Linked DNA regions of Triticum aestivum: region 2 is linked to region 1. The links are chromatin contacts, called in public Hi-C maps. All regions are on one chromosome and are shown on one strand. Each heading gives the region's core, a stretch centred on a gene start, on an enhancer-like site or on the middle of the called end of the contact. The rest is flanking DNA. Distances are from core to core; before and after follow the strand shown.

Region 1 (5,414 bases), core at 779-3,278:
GAGAAGGGGGAAAAGGTGGTATATATAGATATTATGGCTAGCGACCATAGCAGTCGCGCTGGGCAAAGAAAAGCGCTACTGCTAGTTGCCTAGCTGTAGCGCTAGTATGGAAAAGGCGCTGCTAGTAACTGGGGCCCACCAGCTTACCCGTAGAAGAATAGCGGTAGCGCTTGCTCCTGACAAGGCGCTACAGCTATGATCTTAGTTGTAGCGCTGGGTAATAGCAAAGCGCTGCTAGTATCTCCTGACTTGGGGATGTGCTGTGGCCCACTTAACAGTAGCGCTGTGTGGCCTACCCAGCGTTGCTGCTAAGTAGTACCAGTAGCGCTTGTTCTGCCCAGCGCTACTGGTACTTAACAGTAGCGTCGTGGCCTTAACCAGCGCTACTAATAATATTCTACCTATAAGCTATTTCCCAGTAGTGCGAGCGTTTCGGAGGTCGAGCTTTCAGATCTCTGGAGGGCTCCTTGCCTTCATGTCGGTTTTCAGGCCGCAACTTGGGGAGCTCGGCCTTTCGAAGATTCTATTTTGGCCTACTTCTTACGAGGGCTCCGAAAAGCATTTGATGCAAGGGATAGCTCATGAACAACCACAACCGTACATGTTAGATCTTACGTCTGACCTCTCGTGAGCCAAAGTGCCATCGGCGTGCCTCGTGTGGTCTTGTCAAGCTAGGTCAGTGGATTGTCCTCCCGCACATGATGTCCTCGTGTGGTCTTGCGAGCGCTGCACCTCAGAGGATAGGGTGTAACAACAATAGCAGGCTCATCTTCGGTCCCCACGAGATGTGGAGTAGACGAGAGCAACATCGGAGAGAACCACACCTCAATCCCCGACACCAACAAATGATGATGTAGACGCATGCGACATGGAAGACTTGCTCGCAACTCCCCTCCTAGCGTAGTAGGTGAAGCGAACTGTCCACGCAGCTCAGCCAACCCTGCCACATGACCAGCTAGAACCAAGGGGGGAAGGTCATGCTCCTGGGTCGTGCCGAGAGACAATGTTAAGAAACCCAAGTCCACGCCGCCCATTGCATATCTCGTGGTTGAGCAACTTATTTTCAAATTTCCTTGTTTACCTCAAATCAGTCGTTGTCGCCCACCACCGCCGCCTATGCATGAGCGGTTGATTATTTCCTTTGTTCTTTTTTGTTCCTACACCTGCGACGCCTCTTTTTTTCTTGGGTGTATCCCACCGATAAGAGAACATGACACTGCATTTTTTAGCGGGCCCACATGTAAGGAGGAGCGGAATGGTCCACAAATGCCTAAGTCACGGTCAAACGCCTTTGATTGGATGAAAGGGAGGAGATGTGTATTTCCATAAGAGCACACAATAGATTGAGGCAAAACTGATCATAGATGAAAACTAAGGGTGGAACCATCGGCGAAGAACCAACTGAGTAGAAGGATCCTAAAAACCCGAGTAAAGAAAAATCTATGAATAGGAAAGATGTATAAGAATCCAATGTCATGACAGTTCCAATCCTATAGAAATAGACATTGAAAACACATGAAATGGTAGTAGTATTTGTTTGGTTGGCCATATGATTTTTTACCAATAAAATATTAAGTACTATATGTTATAATTTCCAATGAAATAAAGAAGATTTCCACAAGGTTGCATTATATGGATTTTATTCCTTTAAACATACATACAAAATAGACCGCATGAAACAATAATTTATTTCCAGTCACACAAAATCAAAATTTTAAGAAATTAATAACTCCTCCAATATTGCCAGGAGAATGTTCAAACCAAATTGACCCTAAACTCAAGAAAAAAAAGCCCCTTCTACTTGAATTTTATCACCTCTAGACTGGAGGGAGCATTGTTGTTTGAGCAAAAGAAGAAAAGACTAGAGGGAGCAAAGATTCAAAGCCAAGGGTCAACCGGCAGCTCCCAAAAGGCTCCCAGCAGGGCCCACCGCCCGCCCGCCCACAGATCGTAGCATATCCATCCATCCAGTCCAACCGTCCCGTCGTCCTGCAAGGCTGCAACCAGGCCGCGCAACTGACCACCAGCAGCAGCACCGCGACGGACCCCTCAATTTCCACGACGCTTCCTTCCCTTCCCCCCTCCGGGTGCGGAACGACGCGACGCGACCGGCCTCTCACCTCATCAAAGCCTCCCTCCCTTCCTCCATCTCCGCTCCCCTCCTCCCAAATCTCCCTCCCCCAAATTCCTTTCCCACCCAAACCAAACCCTCGGCGCCTCAAAACCCTCGCCTCCGCCGGCGCCCCCTCCCCCATGGCCTCCGCCGCCGCCCCCGCCTCGGAGGCCGTCAAGGTAGGCCCCACCGCCAGCCCTCTCCCTCCGCCCCGCCCCGCCCCCGTGCTCCCGCCGCCGGGGGCGCTCGTGGGGATCTCCGCGGCCCGTATTTCCCCCCTTCCTGTTTCTGGGATTTCGGCGCCTGATTCGGTCCGTCCGGTTGGTGCCGGTGTTCGCTTTGTGCGCAGGCGGCGAAGGTTCTGATGGTCGGGGCTGGAGGCATCGGGTGCGAGCTCCTCAAGACCCTCGCGCTCTCGGGCTTCAGCGACATCCACGTCGTAAGTTTGTTATCTGCTATACATGGCCCCTTGCTTCCGCGCCCTCTGTTGACACCATGCCTAGGTTTAGTTCGAATCTAGCTTGCACATTAGCTGTTGTCGGCAGCACCGCGGTGGATGGCCGGTGCGTCTCTTTGCCGGTAGCGGGATCTGTGATGGTGTTAGCGTTGACTTGAAGCTGAAAAATAGATGCATAAACTGCTTCGGCTGCTAATCTATCCAAGGTTTTCCTCTAGGCTGCGCTTACTTGCATCTGCGCTGGCGTGATTGTATTGATTTTATGGCGCTGGTACTGCCTTCTTAGATTGTGCATTAGGAATTTGACAACACACCTTTGTTTGGCTTTTGATAAAATGACACACACTTGTTGTCACTTACATATAGTCAATGGCACAAAGTGTGTCATTTGTATCAAAGTTACGGACAAAGTGTATTGTTTTGTCAAAAATTTCATTGTGCATAGGGCGAGCCCAGTTGGCTCGTGTTTTATGCACTGTCACGAAAGCTGATATCTTCACGGTAGTTCCTTGAGGTTGATGTACCTTGTATGCAAAATAGTTTTAAAACAGGCAGGGAGTAATCCTTGTTCAGGCAACCAGAGCTACACAAATCAATTTGCTTGACACACTTATGAAATGGTTCATCTTGCTGCTTTTATTATGCAGATTGACTTGGACACAATTGAGGTCAGCAATCTGAACAGACAGTTTTTGTTTCGGAAGAGTCATGTGGGACAGTCAAAAGCCCATGTAAGTATATTTTCTACATGAACATATGATGGGTATAGTTATCTTGGGGTCTTCTTCATAATTGATGCCTGCTTATGATGTTTTCACCGTTGATTTTGTCAGGTTGCCCGTGATGCTATTCTGAAATTTAGGCCAAATATCAATATAGAATCACACCATGCAAATGTTAAGGATGCCCAGTTCAACGTTGACTTTTTCAAGCAGTTTAATGTAGTTTTGAATGGCCTTGATAACTTGGATGCTAGACGACATGTGAATCGCCTCTGCCTTGCTGCTGAAGTTCCTTTGGTTGAGAGTGGGACCACTGGGTTTCTCGGACAGGTCAGTTGATCAAATATCATGGTTTTTGTCTCTTTATCTTTGCATCTCCCTTGTCACTAATGCCTGTGGGTATTGTTATGTTTGTCTTTTGTATTTTGCTCGTAGTACTCCTGCTACAAGGTATTCCATGATATTTGATTGTTGGCCAGTGTGCTAACCGTTGGTGGTCCCTTTTCATTTTCTTAGTAAGATAGCAGTAATATTTACCCTAGGTGTACAACCTTCCACTTGAGATGGCCTTTGTGTACTGATAACATGGCTAAATGTTTGGTCTGGGCCTTTGCGCAATTACGTAAGGACACATGCGGAAATGTATTGTCATTTTGAAACTGGACCTTCTGGGTGTATATAAGCTCACATGTATAACAGAAAGTAGGCATCTGCCCACTCTCTTCCACAAGAGCTGCTTATGCATGCTTTAAAAAATGACGAATTTAGAAATCCTGTATACAACCTGCAGCATGTCGTGCTGGTATTTATGCTATATTTTGTGTACGCTCTGCATATGGTTGACATTTGTTTGATAGTCGTGTACATATCATTGCATTTTCTAGTTGACTTGAAGCTGAAAAATAAGAGCCGAATGAGTGACATAATCTGGAAACTTGTACATCAAATAGTTGTGCCACGAGCATGCAATATGAGTCAACATTTGATTCATTTACATCAATTGTCAAAACCCAAGTGTTATTTTGATATAAATGCATGCCACTTAGTGGCCAGGCCTAAACTGCTTGGTATAAAACAAGTTTTTCTGTACCTCACTGTTGTTTTAACCATACTCGTAATTTATAGCGCATCTGTCAACTGTGAAACCATGTTTCACGGTCACTGAACTAATCAAGGAGTCTGGCTCTCTGCTGAATAGGTCAAGTTAATGCTTTACTAAAAACAATTGTCATTCTATTTTGCAGGTTACCGTTCATGTCAAGGGTAAAACAGAATGCTATGAATGCCAACCTAAGCCTATCCCAAAATCATATCCAGTCTGCACAATTACAAGCACTCCATCAAAGGTTCCTCTTTTTGCCTCTGCATGTTGATTATTTTCTTGTCTGCTTTTTCTTATTGTGATATTAGTTAAGTTCTGCTATTTCTTCCGAGGCTAAGTATCATGTTGGTTTGTATGTTCTTAATATGCATAGTTAGTTTTGTTTAATGTGGGAAGGAATATTTCTTACATAGTTAGTATTTTCTCGTATTAAATTATTAATGGCTTCATACCCCTGTAACCCTGTTTATATCTAGAAATAAGCTTATTTATTCGGCCTTTGTTTCTTGGATTAGTTCTGATGGAACCTTGCAGGAAAAGTCATTTAAACTGGATGCTGTTCGACCTAGTTGCCTAATATTGTACTCCCTCCATCCAGAATTACTTGTCGCTCAAACAGATGTATCTAGCATTGAAATACATCTAGATACATCCATTTCAACGACAACTAATTCCGGACGGAGGTAGTATCATTTATGAATGCTGCATATCGTGGAATCCTCAAAATGCGAGTTTAATGCACAGAAGATACATTCTAACAAACATTCGTTTGCTTGCTTTTGGTAATCACAGTTCTCATGTAATTAGTATTTGAAGTATCAATATTTTTTACAAGGTAAAATTTGTAATATTTTTCAAAACACAGGACGAGCTTTAATGGCATTATTTAATTTCCTTTTTGCAGTTTGTCCATTGCATTGTTTGGGCAAAGGAGCTTCTTTTTGCTAAGCTATTTGGTGATAAGAACCAAGATAATGACCTTAATGTGCATTCAAAAGATGGCAGCAGTTCAAAGTTAGA
Region 2 (5,414 bases), core at 1,483-3,982, 510 kb before region 1:
AATGGATCTTCAGTTCTGTGTACTAAGACTTGGTACTAAGATAGGCAGAATTTGGTCTAGCTGTTACCACCTTTGTTGTTGTAAACGAACTGGCTTCTGTTGATGAACTGTTCGAATTCCCAGGACTGCACGTCCAAGGAGATGGGGCTGAACCCCGAGAGGAACAGGGATGTGTTCTGTCGGCTGATTGTCGAGCCGGCTGTTGCGAAATTGGCCCCCTGCGAGAAGTTGCTCCCTACTGAGTTGAGGTACGCACTTAGGTAAGGTATTCCCAGGTTTTCGGCTGCAGCATCAGAGGAAAAAAGATAACAGGTCAGTTAGTTAGATCATTTGCAATGTGGCAATATATAGTGATGAGTTCTAATTTCTGTTTCTACACGTCCACTGAGCATTTCGCTTTTCTCGGCTAGTCTAAATATAGCACCAAAGACTGGCATGTTTTGCCTCCAACATTTCTTGTTTCCAGTGTCCTGGTTTTGAATTCTTTCTGACCAGTTTTGGCAACAAATAGCTCGATTTAGCCTTTTTGCTGAAAAATAGTCGTGCCATCGTCTTCCTAAAGCAACTTGTAGTGCAGGATCAAGCTAGTGGCCCATTGCTTCCACTAAGAATACATTTAAAGCAAAGCATCCACACATGCTCTGACACTGCAGCAAAAATCTCTCCCGCCAATAATTAATGTACGGCGTCCCTTTATATAATACAATCACGCTGCTCACGTTTGTTCGTCGTTCCATTTTTCTAGCCACCTATCCAACCACCTCAAGCTTTCCTGACACTTAAGACCCGCCAAACTATTTCTTGTTTTCATACGACCTGTACTGGCCGGGTTCCACTATCAGAAGATAACGGAGCATAAGTGATCTAGGTCTTACTTAGGAAAGTAGAATGCAAGGTCTCTAACTAGCCAGCTAGGTGTCACCTAATGCTAACACCAACAGAAAGTAAAAATGAAGTGTTGCAGGATTATTAGTCTTGCACACTAGCCTTGTTTCTTGAGAAGCACAACAATAGCCTTCTTGGAATTACTTATGAGTTTGCTTGTTTGTTTGATTAAACAATATGAAAAACGTAAAATTCTAAGAGGTTTGAGTTGATGATAACTTTCTAGTATGAAATAGAGTGTAAATGAATCCTCGGGGAAAATTCCGACCTACGAATCAGGAAAGGAAAACACGCATCAAAAAGATTTCAATTCTGCCAAATTCTCTGGAACTGTCCTTAACCAAAGGAACAATTATTAAATCAAAAGAGGCATTAACCTAACGTTTCTTTCTGTCCCTCTCAAATCAGCATCCCATTGTTAGAAAGGAAAACCAGCATCCCGAAAGCCAAAAGAGTACTGGTGCACGATAGTACTCTCCAGCTGCAACCCAACACAAAATCTTCCCGTGACGATGGCATGGCAGTGGCATCGTTCGAGTGATGTTCCGCACATGCAGCTGACTAGCCTTTCTGTCGGATTGCGCAGGATGGTGTCGGTAGGCAGCTAGCTGGCTGGGGATCGATGGAGTGCCGGGTCCCGGATGGGCGCATGGGTGTGGCATCATTGCCATGGCACGGGCGCTCGCACGCGCGCGGCGGCGGGGCCAAAGTGCAGCTTTGCTTCGGCCATGCTCCGGCGGCGCGTAGTCCATGACCGCCGCTTTCCGGCGACGAACTGATGCCCGTTCAAAGCAGGATGTGAAATGAAATGGCCTTTCAGATCTTCTTGAGCAACAAAAGGCGGTATGTAGGTAGAAAAGTCTTGTTCTGCTTGGCCCTCTCACGAGACATCCCTTCTTTTTTACTACTCTATACTACTCCAGGAGTACTTCCAGGTTCTAACGGACCAGCTATGAGCTATCAGTAATGCACAACATGGCGAGACACAAAGTAAAACAGACAACATCGTATCCAGCTCTTAGCATTTTATTACTCCAAGAGAAGTTGTTAATTAACCTTTTACAAGCTAATTTTACTGTACTCCTACAGATTACTGCGTGTCTGCCAACTTTTATTATCCTTCAGAACTCTGAGAAAGCACTGTATTGGCTTTCAAAATTGCCTTCGCAACTGCACCGCTACACATGGAACGAATTAAGGCTACATTTATTGGCTTCTGCAAGTGACAACCCGTGGGCCCTGTGTGCAGCCGTGCAGAAGAACCGACGGATAGATCGAGCGGGTGAAAAGTAATACTCCACAGTAGTACTCCAGCGACTTTGAAAAGCTCCTGATAGTACTGTCTGAGAGTTTGAGACTGAAGGCGCTTCCAGCGAGCGAAACTTACGTACCGATGAAGTCGATGACGAGGCGGCCGTCGCAGTAGCGGCCGGCGGGCATGCCGAAGAAGGTCCTGCCGTTGGGCGGCGGCGCGGCGCCGAAGGCGGCCGAGAGCCCGCCAGTGTCCGAGTTGGAGTCCCCGAAGTTGAACACGGCCGGGAAGTGGCAGTCGGCGCCCGCGCCCGCACCCGCGGAGACCTGCAGCAGCAAGAACACCAGCGACAGCAGCGCCGCGGTTCCGGCCGTGGCGGTGCGGCCAGAGCCACCCGACGCCATTCCGTGGGTCAGGTGAGTGTGGCCGCACTGAGACTGGGGGATGTGAGTGCGCGCGGGCGGGGAGGACGGGGCGCCGGTTGCAGCGGGGTGGTGGGGTTTTGAGGCGGACGCGGATGGATGGGTGGATCGGCGGATAGAGATGGGCGAGTGTGAGATGAGCCCAAATGCGGGGCGCAGGATTTCGGGCCGATAACGATAGGGGGCGTGGCGTGGTGGGGGTGACTCGTGAGATGACGGCGCCGATGCCCTCCCTGCCTTTGGAACGATGCGTCCGTGGCGTGCGCGCGGGCGGGCGGTGTTCTGTTGGACTGTTGGTGGATTACGTTACGCGAAATCCGCAAAAATAAATAAAAACGTTACTTTGACCCAAATGATACGTGTGACACGAAGCAACATAGCCCAAACGTCTTTATTATCATCCATTTTGCCACGTCAAAACAGATGATATCTGAAGAATCTTTTTCTTTTTGGTTTTCAGTCTTAAAATATTTTATCTTCTAAACAAAAAATCTGATTAAAAATCCGTTTTCATCATTAAATCCGTCTCGACGAGATCTTCAAAACTAGATTTCATGTTGATATTTTTCGATGAATTTTTTACCCAAAACATGATGTTTACAATAAAATTGTCATAGTATTTACACTAAAGTTGGCATGACATGTTTCATCTAGTTTTTTATTCTAGATTTAAAGCTACCATTCTATTTCAATTACTTTTTACGGCAAATTTTATTAATTGACCATGAATTTTTTAGTATTTAACCACGGCAAATTTAATTCATGGATCATGGCAGTTTTTAATAATTCAACATGGCAATTTTAGATTATAGATCATGGCAATTTTAGTATTTTGGCCATGTCAGTTCTTGTATTTTGACCATAAAAATTAATTTTTTGTATGCATCTGTTGGAGATATGCCCTAGAGGCAATCATGTATGGTGATATTTCCTGTGTGTTTATGAATAAAGATAGTCCTTGGACATTATCAATGATGTGTATCAGCAAGTACGTGACTTGGTTGTGGGACTATGTATTGTATGATGACTGTCCTAAAAGGTCCCTAGTCGAAAGGGCTGTGTGGACGTGCAACCGATTAGACTAGCATATGACACGGTCGATGGCTTGGTCTCACTAGCCTTAAAGCAATGGATGCTAACCGGATAATATGGACTCGAAAGGATCTAGTCGGATTCGACATAGTCGGATCCGAGTCGAGATAAGGTCCGAGTCGGACAGACCCAACTATGAGACGTAGCGATATGTCATCTGTGAGTCTCTAGTATAACATACGTTCTATGTCCTAAGACCTGAGCTGGCAAATGTACTCGGGATGGTGATAGACCTGCTTTGGGCCGACCAAACGCTACTGCGTGACAGAGTAGTTACAAAGGTAGGTTTCAGGCTTGTCCAGACCCATGCTGCGAGACATGGCCGAGCAAGATGGGATTTGCCCCTCCGATCAGGAGAGATATACTCTGGGCCCCTCGTGTGATCCGACCAGGATAAGCATGGCCATGCAATAAGGATTATGAGATAATCTGGTTTGTGGTCAGCATCACTGGAACGAGAAAGAGGTCGGGCTAGCACAAGGATGACAGACTCGCCTTGAGCCCGGCAACATATATCGTGTGGCAAAAGGAATGGAAGTTTGATGTACAGGTTCGCCTAACCAGCTTCATAGTCTGCTTGGTGGTCGACACGCCTTGCTAGAGGCCGCTACCAGCCATGCAGTCCGGAGGTGATCCGAACTGCGACCAGGTCGACTTGAACCTAAGGGGTCGCGCGCTTAAGGGAAGGAACCTACGAGGACGGATCTGAGGACACTGCTCGGATGTGATCCGAACTGTATCCGGATTGCGACCGAGTAGACTTATGAGCTTTAGGATCCGTGTGAGGCCCAAGTGTTGAGCTCGCGACGGATGCCTATATATAGTGGAGGTGCGGCACACTTATCTGATTGATTGCTTTGGCGCCGTTGTTAGGGCTTTGCATGTGTTGCAACTAACCACCTCCACTCGGCCCCGGTTGTGTGATCGGACCTAGCAGTCCGCCGCGCGACGTTCCTCCTGCACGTGCGGATACCATTAGAGGCGGTGCACTTGTGCCGCTCCGGCGAACCTATTCGCGGGATCCGATCGGCTACGTGGGAGATCGACAAGGAGGAGACGACTCCAGGAACGTGAGGCGACTCAGGGAACGCGCTGCCTCAACTCTACTTCCGCTGCACGGCACTGCGCGTCTAGTGGTAACGATCTATGATCCATCTCCCGTAGCATGTTCTTGGTTGTTCCGCCCGTAGAAAAATTTTAATTTGCAGTCGACGCACCCTACCGTAGAAACCAACAGCATCATGGCAAACTTTAGAGCATGTATCATGGCTAATTTAAGTAATTCACCATGACAACTTTATTTTATGGTTCATGGCAAAGTCATTGATAATGCATTTTTAAAGTAATTGACAACAGATTTCTTTTTAATTATTAACCATGTCAAAATTATTTCATGAATCAAGGTAAATTTTAGTAATTCACCATGGTAAGTTTAGTTTCTTAATTCCCTTTTTATAATATGTCAAAATTTACTTTAAACGTAGAAGAAAAGGTAGTTCAAGCATATCATGGCAACTTCAATGTAAACACCATGGGAATTTATGTGCAATAGACATGGCAATTTTTAACCAAAAAAGTCATCAAAACATATCAATATGAGATCTAGTTTCAATCGGATTTTTCATTTAAGAGATAAAATATTTTAAAAACTAAAAATCCAAAAAGATTCCTGCATGCACGCATGTTGTGACGTGGCAATCTGTTTGCTATAGAGACATGCGGTGCGCCTCTCTCTCTGCCACACGTGTGGCAGATATTAGCGT

The links. Hi-C and Micro-C count contacts between places; a contact is called where the count stands out from the background.
Region 2: a contact with region 1 is called in a Hi-C map of leaf, with 6 times the contacts expected there. The contact joins the promoter of LOC123052251 here to the promoter of LOC123052248 in region 1. A contact is called at or near these places in 2 of 5 Hi-C or Micro-C datasets (both in leaf).

What each region holds. Positions count from the first base shown.
Region 1 is chr2D:143,900,736-143,906,149 of IWGSC CS RefSeq v2.1, reverse strand. LOC123052248 (SUMO-activating enzyme subunit 2) reads left to right here and starts at 2,028. Exons shown (of 11, transcript XM_044475371.1): 1 at 2,028-2,292; 2 at 2,463-2,552; 3 at 3,218-3,301; 4 at 3,404-3,622; 5 at 4,537-4,638; 6 at 5,299-5,414. The coding sequence starts at 2,254.
Region 2 is chr2D:144,411,144-144,416,557 of IWGSC CS RefSeq v2.1, reverse strand. LOC123052251 (GDSL esterase/lipase ACHE) reads right to left here and starts at 2,732. Exons shown (of 5, transcript XM_044475373.1): 1 at 2,277-2,732; 2 at 71-283. The coding sequence starts at 2,541.